Regions from separate parts of the Mus musculus genome. Here regions 1 and 3 are each linked to region 2. A link is a contact called in public Hi-C and Micro-C data. All regions are on one chromosome and are shown on one strand. The core of a region is the stretch at or near the end of the contact, and the rest is flanking DNA. Distances in the headings are between cores, read along the strand shown.

Evidence for each region. A called contact is a pair of places that touch in the nucleus more often than the background predicts.
Region 1: a Micro-C map of brown adipocytes shows a contact between it and region 2, with 2.2 times the contacts expected there. The contact joins two enhancer-like sites. A contact is called at or near these places in 2 of 484 Hi-C or Micro-C datasets (3T3-L1-derived adipocytes and brown adipocytes) and 1 of 9 other capture datasets (embryonic stem cells).
Region 3: a contact with region 2 is called in a Hi-C map of 3T3-L1-derived adipocytes, with 5 times the contacts expected there. The contact joins two enhancer-like sites. A contact is called at or near these places in 3 of 484 Hi-C or Micro-C datasets (3T3-L1-derived adipocytes, cortical neurons and epidermal suprabasal cells).

The regions. Positions count from the first base shown.
Region 1 is chr16:25,530,767-25,533,526 of GRCm38.p6, forward strand. No RefSeq gene overlaps it. Among named protein-coding and RNA genes, the nearest start is that of Trp63, 150 kb to the right of the region's middle. Within about 2 kb of position 1,420, at least 86 of the 459 cell types and tissues checked have an H3K27ac peak or open chromatin away from gene starts, as enhancers often do. A contact at or near this core is called in 3T3-L1-derived adipocytes and brown adipocytes, where this site is marked.
Region 2 is chr16:25,785,168-25,788,047 of GRCm38.p6, forward strand. All of the region lies in intron 3 of Trp63 (transformation related protein 63), which reads left to right. Among named protein-coding and RNA genes, the nearest start is that of Gm24928, 84 kb to the left of the region's middle. Within about 2 kb of position 1,479, at least 15 of the 459 cell types and tissues checked have an H3K27ac peak or open chromatin away from gene starts, as enhancers often do. A contact at or near this core is called in 3T3-L1-derived adipocytes and brown adipocytes, where this site is marked.
Region 3 is chr16:25,623,034-25,625,886 of GRCm38.p6, forward strand. No RefSeq gene overlaps it. Among named protein-coding and RNA genes, the nearest start is that of Trp63, 59 kb to the right of the region's middle. Within about 2 kb of position 1,433, at least 30 of the 459 cell types and tissues checked have an H3K27ac peak or open chromatin away from gene starts, as enhancers often do. A contact at or near this core is called in 3T3-L1-derived adipocytes, where this site is marked.

The DNA of each region.
Region 1 (2,760 bases), core at 170-2,669, 250 kb before region 2:
TGTGTGTGTGTGTGTGTGTGTGTGTGTGTGTGTTGCACTCCCCAGTGGTACACATTGACAGGCAAGCCAGCATGAGAAATATAATACCAGAAATGTGCTTCCACACATGAATGCGAAACTTAAAAGGAGCTTGACAGAGCTGCTTCGCCACTGATCGGCCCATTTTCTCTCAAACTGGCTGAGTGTTGTTGATACTTTTCGTTTCGGTGTATCTCAGTTGCCTCTTATCCACCAATGATGAAGTCCTCGAGCAAAGGAGAGTCCTCATTTCTGAGAGTCTACCAGAAGTATAGAACTGATCAAATTAGGTAATATAATATGAGTGCCTTACCCTAGGAGGAAACTACAATAGCCTGTGGTGATCAGAAAATGAACAGATATGTAGCCTAGTCAATATGTAATGGGAGAGCTCTCATTTAAGTTGTATTGGTGAAAATGGAGTTATGTTTGAATGAAACATGGAGAACTAGGATAGCAGCACTAAGTTATCAAGGTTTGAAAGGCATGTGTGTATGTGGGGGCAGGTTTGCATAAATAACATAGTCCACAAAGTGGGAAAACAATATACCCAGGCTGGTTGATGAAGTCAGATTACAGAGCGCCTTGGGCCCCGGTGTTTAAACAGAGAGACGGGTGAGAGGCAACAAGAGCCAGAGTGTGTCTGAACTTCAGGAATGTCAAGTGAATAGAAAGGAGCACAAGCCTATGAAATAGTCCAGAGAGTAGATAATAAAGGATGCCAGGTATTGTGGAACACACTTTTAATCCCAGCATTTAGGAGGTAAAAGCATTTGGAACTGAAGGTCTACCTTACATATACAGTGAGTTCAAGGTCAGCCTAAGCTCCACAAGAGCCTGTTTCTTCCCAAGTCAATGAAAAAATGTTAATGTCTATGTCCAAGTACATGATATAATTTACTTAGAGATATAAATTTCATTGGGTTATATCTACCACAGGAGCAGGATGTCTCAGACTTTGTCATTGATCAGCTGTAGGAGTCATGAAGGGAAAACAGGATGATAGAGTCAAGTTATAAAGGCATGTAGCCTGACTTAGAAAGCCACAGAGGTCATTGTGATCTGAGGTGTGGGTCTAGTTGACCTTCATGGATACAGCTGAGAGTTAATTAAACTAGCAAGACACGAGCTGCAACTCCAACTCTGTGTTTTCTTTCTGAGTTGATGATTCACTGTTGCTATTGAGAGGTGAGTTGGGCCATGGGTGAACAGGAGCAGTCGGCAGTGAAGACTGAAGGGCAAAGAAGCAGGAAGATTTCCTTGAACTCTGCTTGCACTGAAAACCCTGAGCAGAAGCCCAAACTTGTGGCTTTCTTGGATCTCTTCAGATCAGAGAGCTGCCCATTCCAAAGCCACAGCACTTCTTTTGCGTCTCAGTTACACCACAGGCATCTGACTCATAGGATAGTCAGCCATAGAGGTCAGTCCTGCCTTAAAGCAAGTCTGGAGTGGAGCACTCCTCGGCTTCAGTTTACCTTCTGTTTAAATAGGTCTTGGTCATGGCACTGTTACATTGAAAGGGTGGGCTTATCTTTGTGTTGTATATAATCAATCCTTTATGAACTATAAACCCATAGATCATTATTGCCCTTATTGTAGAGAGTGCAAAGAATAAGTGTATATAAGGGAACAGGTCCCTCAAAAAGAAGAACCGTTCTCAGAACGAGCCGAACGAAGCTTTTAGAGGTTACAGACACAGTGTCCAGGTCAAACCTCCGACTTCCTATTAAGCCTTTATTCCTTTTTACCATCCAAATTAATTACTTCCTTACGCTTCATATTTTAAACAACCTCAAAAATGATATACTATCTGGTAGAGGAAGGTCCTATTTCTTTCCTTTCAGTTTTAAATCCAGGTTTAAAGACCCTTTGGAAAACTTGGCAGCCACTTTGGAAATGGGCGTGAGCTTACAGGACAGCATCAAGGCTGAATTCAGTACAAGAGCACTGAGCTGTTTCATTTGCTGAAGCTTCTGGTAGGTGTTCTAAGAGATCAAGTGTTAAATCAGGGGGTCCCTGTCTGCTGGCACTGCCCAGTTCCAGACAGGGAAAAAGACAGTCAAACAACTAGGGCAAAACCAAATGAGATTAAGAAGACATTTTCGGCTTCATTCACTTTCTGGATGAATAAAATACTGGGCCTCCAGAGTTTGGCAGCCCTCATGACATGTTAGGAGAGAAGAAAAGAGAGCTACTTCTAAATGGGCCATTTCCCCATAGTGCCAGTGAGCTTAGAAACTTTACAAAGAAAAATGGGACAAGTCTTTCTCACTCTCATTAAGCACCCTCAAACACCAGTAGCCTTAACAGGAGACTCCAGGAGAGGCAGATGGAAGTGCCCTGACCCAGCACACTCAGGACAAGAAACTGCAGGGATTGGGGGTCATTGCCAAGTGGTGAGATGAACCTGATAGGGTTCCTAAATAACAGCATGCCCTCAGCTGCAGGCCTGACTTCATGCTATTCCAGTCGTGTGACCTGTCTCCTCCAGGGATCTAAGATAACACTTATCACAGCCGGCTTTGGGATCCGGTTGCTTGAATGTGTCCCTGCTTTCAGCACTGAATATGAGAGCAATGACCATGACTTACTCAACTCTGTGCCCCAGAACACTTGGCATCAGCCCTGGTCCTCGGCAGATGCCCAGAAAGTGTGCAGAGCTGGTTGGAATTTTGGCAGGGCTTCCTGCTTCTCATGGGTAAACCCCATGGGTCTTCTTGTCTGATTTGCAAAGGATAAAAC
Region 2 (2,880 bases), core at 229-2,728:
ATACAATGTCATAGTATATTACATAGTAGCAATGTTAATGATCAAACAGAGAAAGAAAGCAGGGCAGAAGTCTTTTGAGATCACTGGGTTGGTCTTAAAACTTTCACCATTGTAATTACTGATCTGACTGCTTTTTCTTTTATAACAGTACATATTTATATAAAACTCCTTGGTAGAAGACCAGTATGACCAAGAACTGCTAAAGGTTTCTTTGGCTGATCTCTCACTTATCTGCAAAATCCTTGCCCATGGGCGAAAGGTCTAGACATTGTCTGTGCTGTGAATCAGGTCAGCTCCCAACAACATCCGGGAAGTTGGTGAACTGCTTAACTTCTTTGATGGATAATTCCCCATTTAACGTTTGTCTGCCTGCCTGTTGTTTTAGTGGGATGATCATCCTCAGTAGGACTGAGAGCACATCAGAAACCCAGTTTGCTTGAGTGTGATAGTGACAGATGTTGCTCATGTTTGCATGTCAAATCATAAGGGTTTGGAAGCATTCCTTTGATGACAGTTAAGTAAACAAACTATGTAATAATAAGTCTAGGAATTCATTGAGATATTCAGCTAATTTACTTCTGGTCTGTGACCCAAATTTTAGCCTTCCAAGCAGAGCACCTATTTTGAATTTACTGGAAAACCAGGTCACATAAGCTCACCCTCTCTCTCAGGATGACAGGGCCAGGATGGAAGGGGAAGATGGGCTGGCATGTGAACTTTTTACTAATAAAGACACAGATGCACAGTAAAGGAAGGGTGCAGCCCAAGAGTATACAGCCAACCGATGAATGAGCCAGCCAGATGACCAGGTCTCTGAATGTAGGGTCTGTCCTTTAAAACCATGCATCTGTGTTTTATTTCTTAAAGCTAACCCTCCCTCAGCAATAATATGAATATCATACTACCAGTCATTTTGTAAGACCTTCCCTCTCAGATATTTAGTGTTTATTCAATGCTAAATTTGATGCCTAGACTGCCGTGCTTCATGACAAAGTGCAATGAATCTCTGCTTCATTTCCAAGACTTGGGCTGTAATAGCCGAGTATATATATATTATATATATATATATAAAATAGCCGAGCATATATATATGTCTATAGCCGATATATATATATATATATATATATATATATATATATATCTCCATCCATCCTTCCCCAGCCTTGGTGGTAAAATGATCTAGTTTTTTACAAGTCTGCCCTTTCAAGAAGGCTAAGCAGGACATCCAATCCTCCCTTTGTAGTAAGACAGGATGCCAGAGACATGACTGTTACTGCAGACAGAAGTGGGCTTCCAGGGAAGAATAAGCAGAGACGTGGGTAACGAGGAGATAGTAGTTTGGGTGTGCACTTGCAGTCTCGCTGAGCAGCTAAAGCTTGCTGTATCTGAAAGCATCAAGGCCCCTCACATCACGGAAAAGCTTCACCTCTGCTCATACTCAACTCCTGCTCTCCTGCTTTTTAAATGAGGACAAGATGTTCCAAAAACTACCAGCAGTGATATTTTTTTTTTTCTTTTTCTGGGAAGCTGAGTCAAAGTAAGATGAAGCAATACCTCTGAAAGTTATCTTGATCTTGATGTAATGTTTTTCTATATGCACTTTCCTCCACAATGTGTAACTCGGGGGAAAAAATCAAGCAAACAAAAACTCTCAGTGTTAGCAAGTGAGGCATCCTTCCTGTATGTTAATTAATCCCCTCTTGTTGTGTCAGAATCATTCTCTCTAAGCAATTCTCATTCTTGCATTGATTTATTTTTTCACTCCTCCAAATTCTTCCTTGGGAATCTTATTTTAGGTGAGTCTTTAGACAGTAAATGTGTCAGACAGCTTCAAGCTACTGTGGCTGCAAGAAGTCATGACGAGAAGCTGTGTTAGCAGGGTTGACGGACCTCATTAGAGATGCCAGAGCATCTTAATTTTGTACACATCTTGGAAATTCAGACGATCTGATACATCACCAAACCAACAATTATTTCCTTATAGGTAGACTAGGACTCACAAATCAGAGGTCAATTCCCAGGAGAACTGGAGAACCCAGCCAGACCCAAATGTTATTAGGTCATTTGGTAAGTTTCCTCTTTATTTCACAGGGAGAATGATTTTCTGGAGGCTAAGACATTGAACACTAAGTGACACTGACATTAAAGACACTGCTTACAACTTTATATGCCCCAGTACAGGGGAATGCCAGGGCCAAAAAGTGGGAGTGGGTGGGTAGGGGAGTGTGGGGGGGACTTTTGGGATAGCATTGGAAATGTAAATGAGGAAAATACCTAATTAAAAAACACTGCTTACTTATCATGTCCATTTATTGAATTTTGTTTGTTTGTTTTGCTAGCTCTGGCGAGTGAGTGTGTCCGTGTGAGTGTGTCTGTATCTGTGTAATTATAGAACTCTTTGGGTTAGAGACGATCTCAAAGGTCACCAGATTTAACCTCCCCAGCATCCTGGCCTTTAACTCTGTAATTACTAAATAGAAGCTTCTGCCTTCTAATTCTCTTAGAGGGAAGCAAGGGGGGAAAAATGTCATCCGGTTCATTCTCTGATCACAGGAAAAATGTCAAGCTGGGGAGAGGTTTGTTGGTTCCACAAGTGTGAAGATCTGAACTTGATCCCCAGTACCCACCTACAAAACTGGCGGTGGTAGCATGTGCTAGAGATCTGTGCTGGGAGCCTAAAGACAGGACAGCCTTCAGGCCTCACCAGATAGCCAGTGTAGCCTGCCTGGTGAGCCACAGGCCAGTGGGAGCCACTTTCTCAAATAGAAAGTGTGTTTAGCCTAAGAGTGAATGACATCCAATGATGTCCTCTAGTGTACACATACATATGCGCACGTGTATACATGCATTATATTCAACATACATGAATATGCATACACA
Region 3 (2,853 bases), core at 183-2,682, 160 kb before region 2:
TTTACCATAACACAGCACAAACATCAAGTCTCAGGGCTTATGTGAGCCTATAGAAAAGTCATGATGTTTCTGAAACATTATGTTTCATTGATGTTAAACATTGTGGAGATTTCTTTTTCTATAGTTGGGGAAAGGTTGACTGTTGCAAAGGCTGACCTTCAATCTTTCTTGTGAGTACAGTCTATTCTAAGTGAACCTCATCATTTCGGACTACCCTCTTTTCAATCATGTCTGGTCTCTACCTCCCGACACAACTTTCATTCCTCAATATACTTCATGCATGTAGTTTTTGGATTCAATCTAGATACATTTCATGAAGAGCAGCTCAACTCTTTCTTAAGAAGTCTACTCACATACTTGGTGTTTCTATAGAAATGACCGCCATGATTTCCAAAGGCCCTGGAATCTGACAGATTCGCAAGGATTGAGGATGTAGACTTTGACTAATGTTTCTCAAGCAATGAAGGGTCACATAGATTGTTTGTCATTAGAGGGAAGATGGTAATACGTCCCAGTTTCCACTTTGCTTCAGAGACAAGAATTCAACACAGCCTTCTGTGTTACAAAAGGACAATGGTCCAGTTCCTCCTGATGATACTTTTAGGTTCTTTTCCACTTTACTGAAGATGTTAGTCAGGTAGGAGGGACCATGCTTGATGATTATGTTTTACGTGCTCCTTCTCTGAATGTTTTATTGCTATGCATTCTCAGAGTTTGTATTGTTTTGCCTTTGGCTTGTTCTATGAGTTCTGATTCTGTCTTATGCTTCTGACTAAATCTACAAATCTGTCTAAATTCTACTCTACATTGTCACTTTTTTTTTCTTTCTAAACTAAGGCCCTGGAGAAACTAATGATGAGCTGCTGTTAAAAGCTTCTAGATATATCTCTATTAATCCATAGAGGAAGGAAGGCCAGTGTGGTCCTGTTGAGGCTAGCTCAGAGCCAGCATTCTGTTTTCTTGTCATGAACTTAGCCAAGGTGAAGAAACCATCCCTCTCCTGAAATGGCTGTCTCAGTGCAATGCATCCTGAACAGTGAGTGAATTATAGGTTGTACATAAACCCTGCCAGGCCCTGGGGAATGAAAGGGTAGTGCCAAATTTTCCCTTCAGTACATGTGTGACTCCAAAATGAAATGCATATTGGGCAATTGGCATGTGGAAAAGGAAGGTAGGTGAAATGTGTTGATAATGGTTGCAACAAGACTTTTATGGGTTTTCCTATACCAGGCCTCCCATATTGGTGATTTGCTGGGACTTATTTCAATAATCTCTTTGAATGTGTGAATCTTAGCCAAAAGCTCAGGGGACTCTGTTACTGCTCAGCCAGGGGAAACAGACTTTGATGAATTTCAGGGACAGCCCCAGGAGGAAGTATGACTCCTCAAAAGACCCAAGGGGGATTGATTGCAAAATCCTGGGCTGGGCAGCAGTGAGTGAGCTCTGGGTCTGTATTTAGACAAGCAGGGGCAAAGCTTGGAAGGCAAGAGCAGTCCTAGGGAGGAGCCTAGCTTCAGACAGACACAGGTTGGAGAGTGAGGAACAAACTTATTGTCGTGGAATGAGGCTGTGATGCTGGTGTTTCTGAGCAACTAGGAATGCTTCCATGTGATGAGCAAAGGCATGTCACACCATGTCCTGTAGCGACAGGGAAGCCCTAACTTTTCTTTGACTTCTCTGATGTAGAATGAGCTGTGTAACCTCCTCTTTCTCCATCCCCATGTGCAGAGATCAGTGGAGTGCATGTAAGCTGTTACACTAAGAGGGAAAGCCTCAGGCTTTCCAATAGGAAGAAGAACCTGTTTGGACTCTCAGGCCCTTTCAGTTAAAGGAGTCCCTCAACCTTGAGCTGTGGTTCTCTCATTTATAAAAAACAGACACTGGCATCAATTTCAGGGTATTGCTCAGATACATCAATACAATGTACTGCAGTAGTGCTTAATCTGTGGGTTGTGACCTCCCTTGGGGTTTTTCTATAGCAGATATCCTGCATAACAGATCTTTACATTGCAATTCATAACAGTAGCAAAATTAATATTATGAAGTCAAAACAAAAAAATAATGTTATGGTTGGGGATCACCACACCAGGAGGAACTGTATTAAAGAGTCACAGCATTAGGAAGGCTGAGAACCACTACTATAAGGGCTACTCATGAAAGAACTCAACCTTTTAGTATGAATTTATTGTCTCACATATTGCATCCTAACTGCAGTTTATCCTACATCCCTCTGTCCTCTACATCTTCCCTCCTATCCACTCCCTTTCTCGGATATCAACCAAATGTGGTATCTCAAGTTGCAATAAGATTACTCACCTTCCTCAAATTGAGGCTGGCTTGGGCAACTGAGTAAGAGGACAAGGGAAAGGAGTCAGAAAGAGCCCCTGTCCCCTCTGCTAGGAGTCCTACAAAAACACCAAGCTCCACAGCTATAACATATATACACAGGGCCTACATTAGACCAGTACAGGCTTCCTGATTGTCAGTTCAGTCTCAGGAAACTCTAATGAGTCCGGGTTAATTGATTCTGTGGGTTTTCTTATAGTGCCCCTGATCCCTCTGCCTCCTCCAATCCTTTCTCTCTCTCATCCTCAGGATTCCCCAAGCTCCACCTAATGTTTGGCTGTGGGTCTCTGCATCTGTTTCCATCAGTTACAGCATGAAGCACCTTGATGACAGTCGGGTTAGACATCAATCTATGAGTAAAGCAAAATATTTCCAGGCATAATTTCATTTATTTATTTATGTTTATTTATTTAATGTATTTTTAAAATTTAATTTTAAATTTTTTGTCAACCATGTTTGGTTCTATCATAGGTCTCTGGGCCATCTGGCCTCTGGTTTCAAACCCGG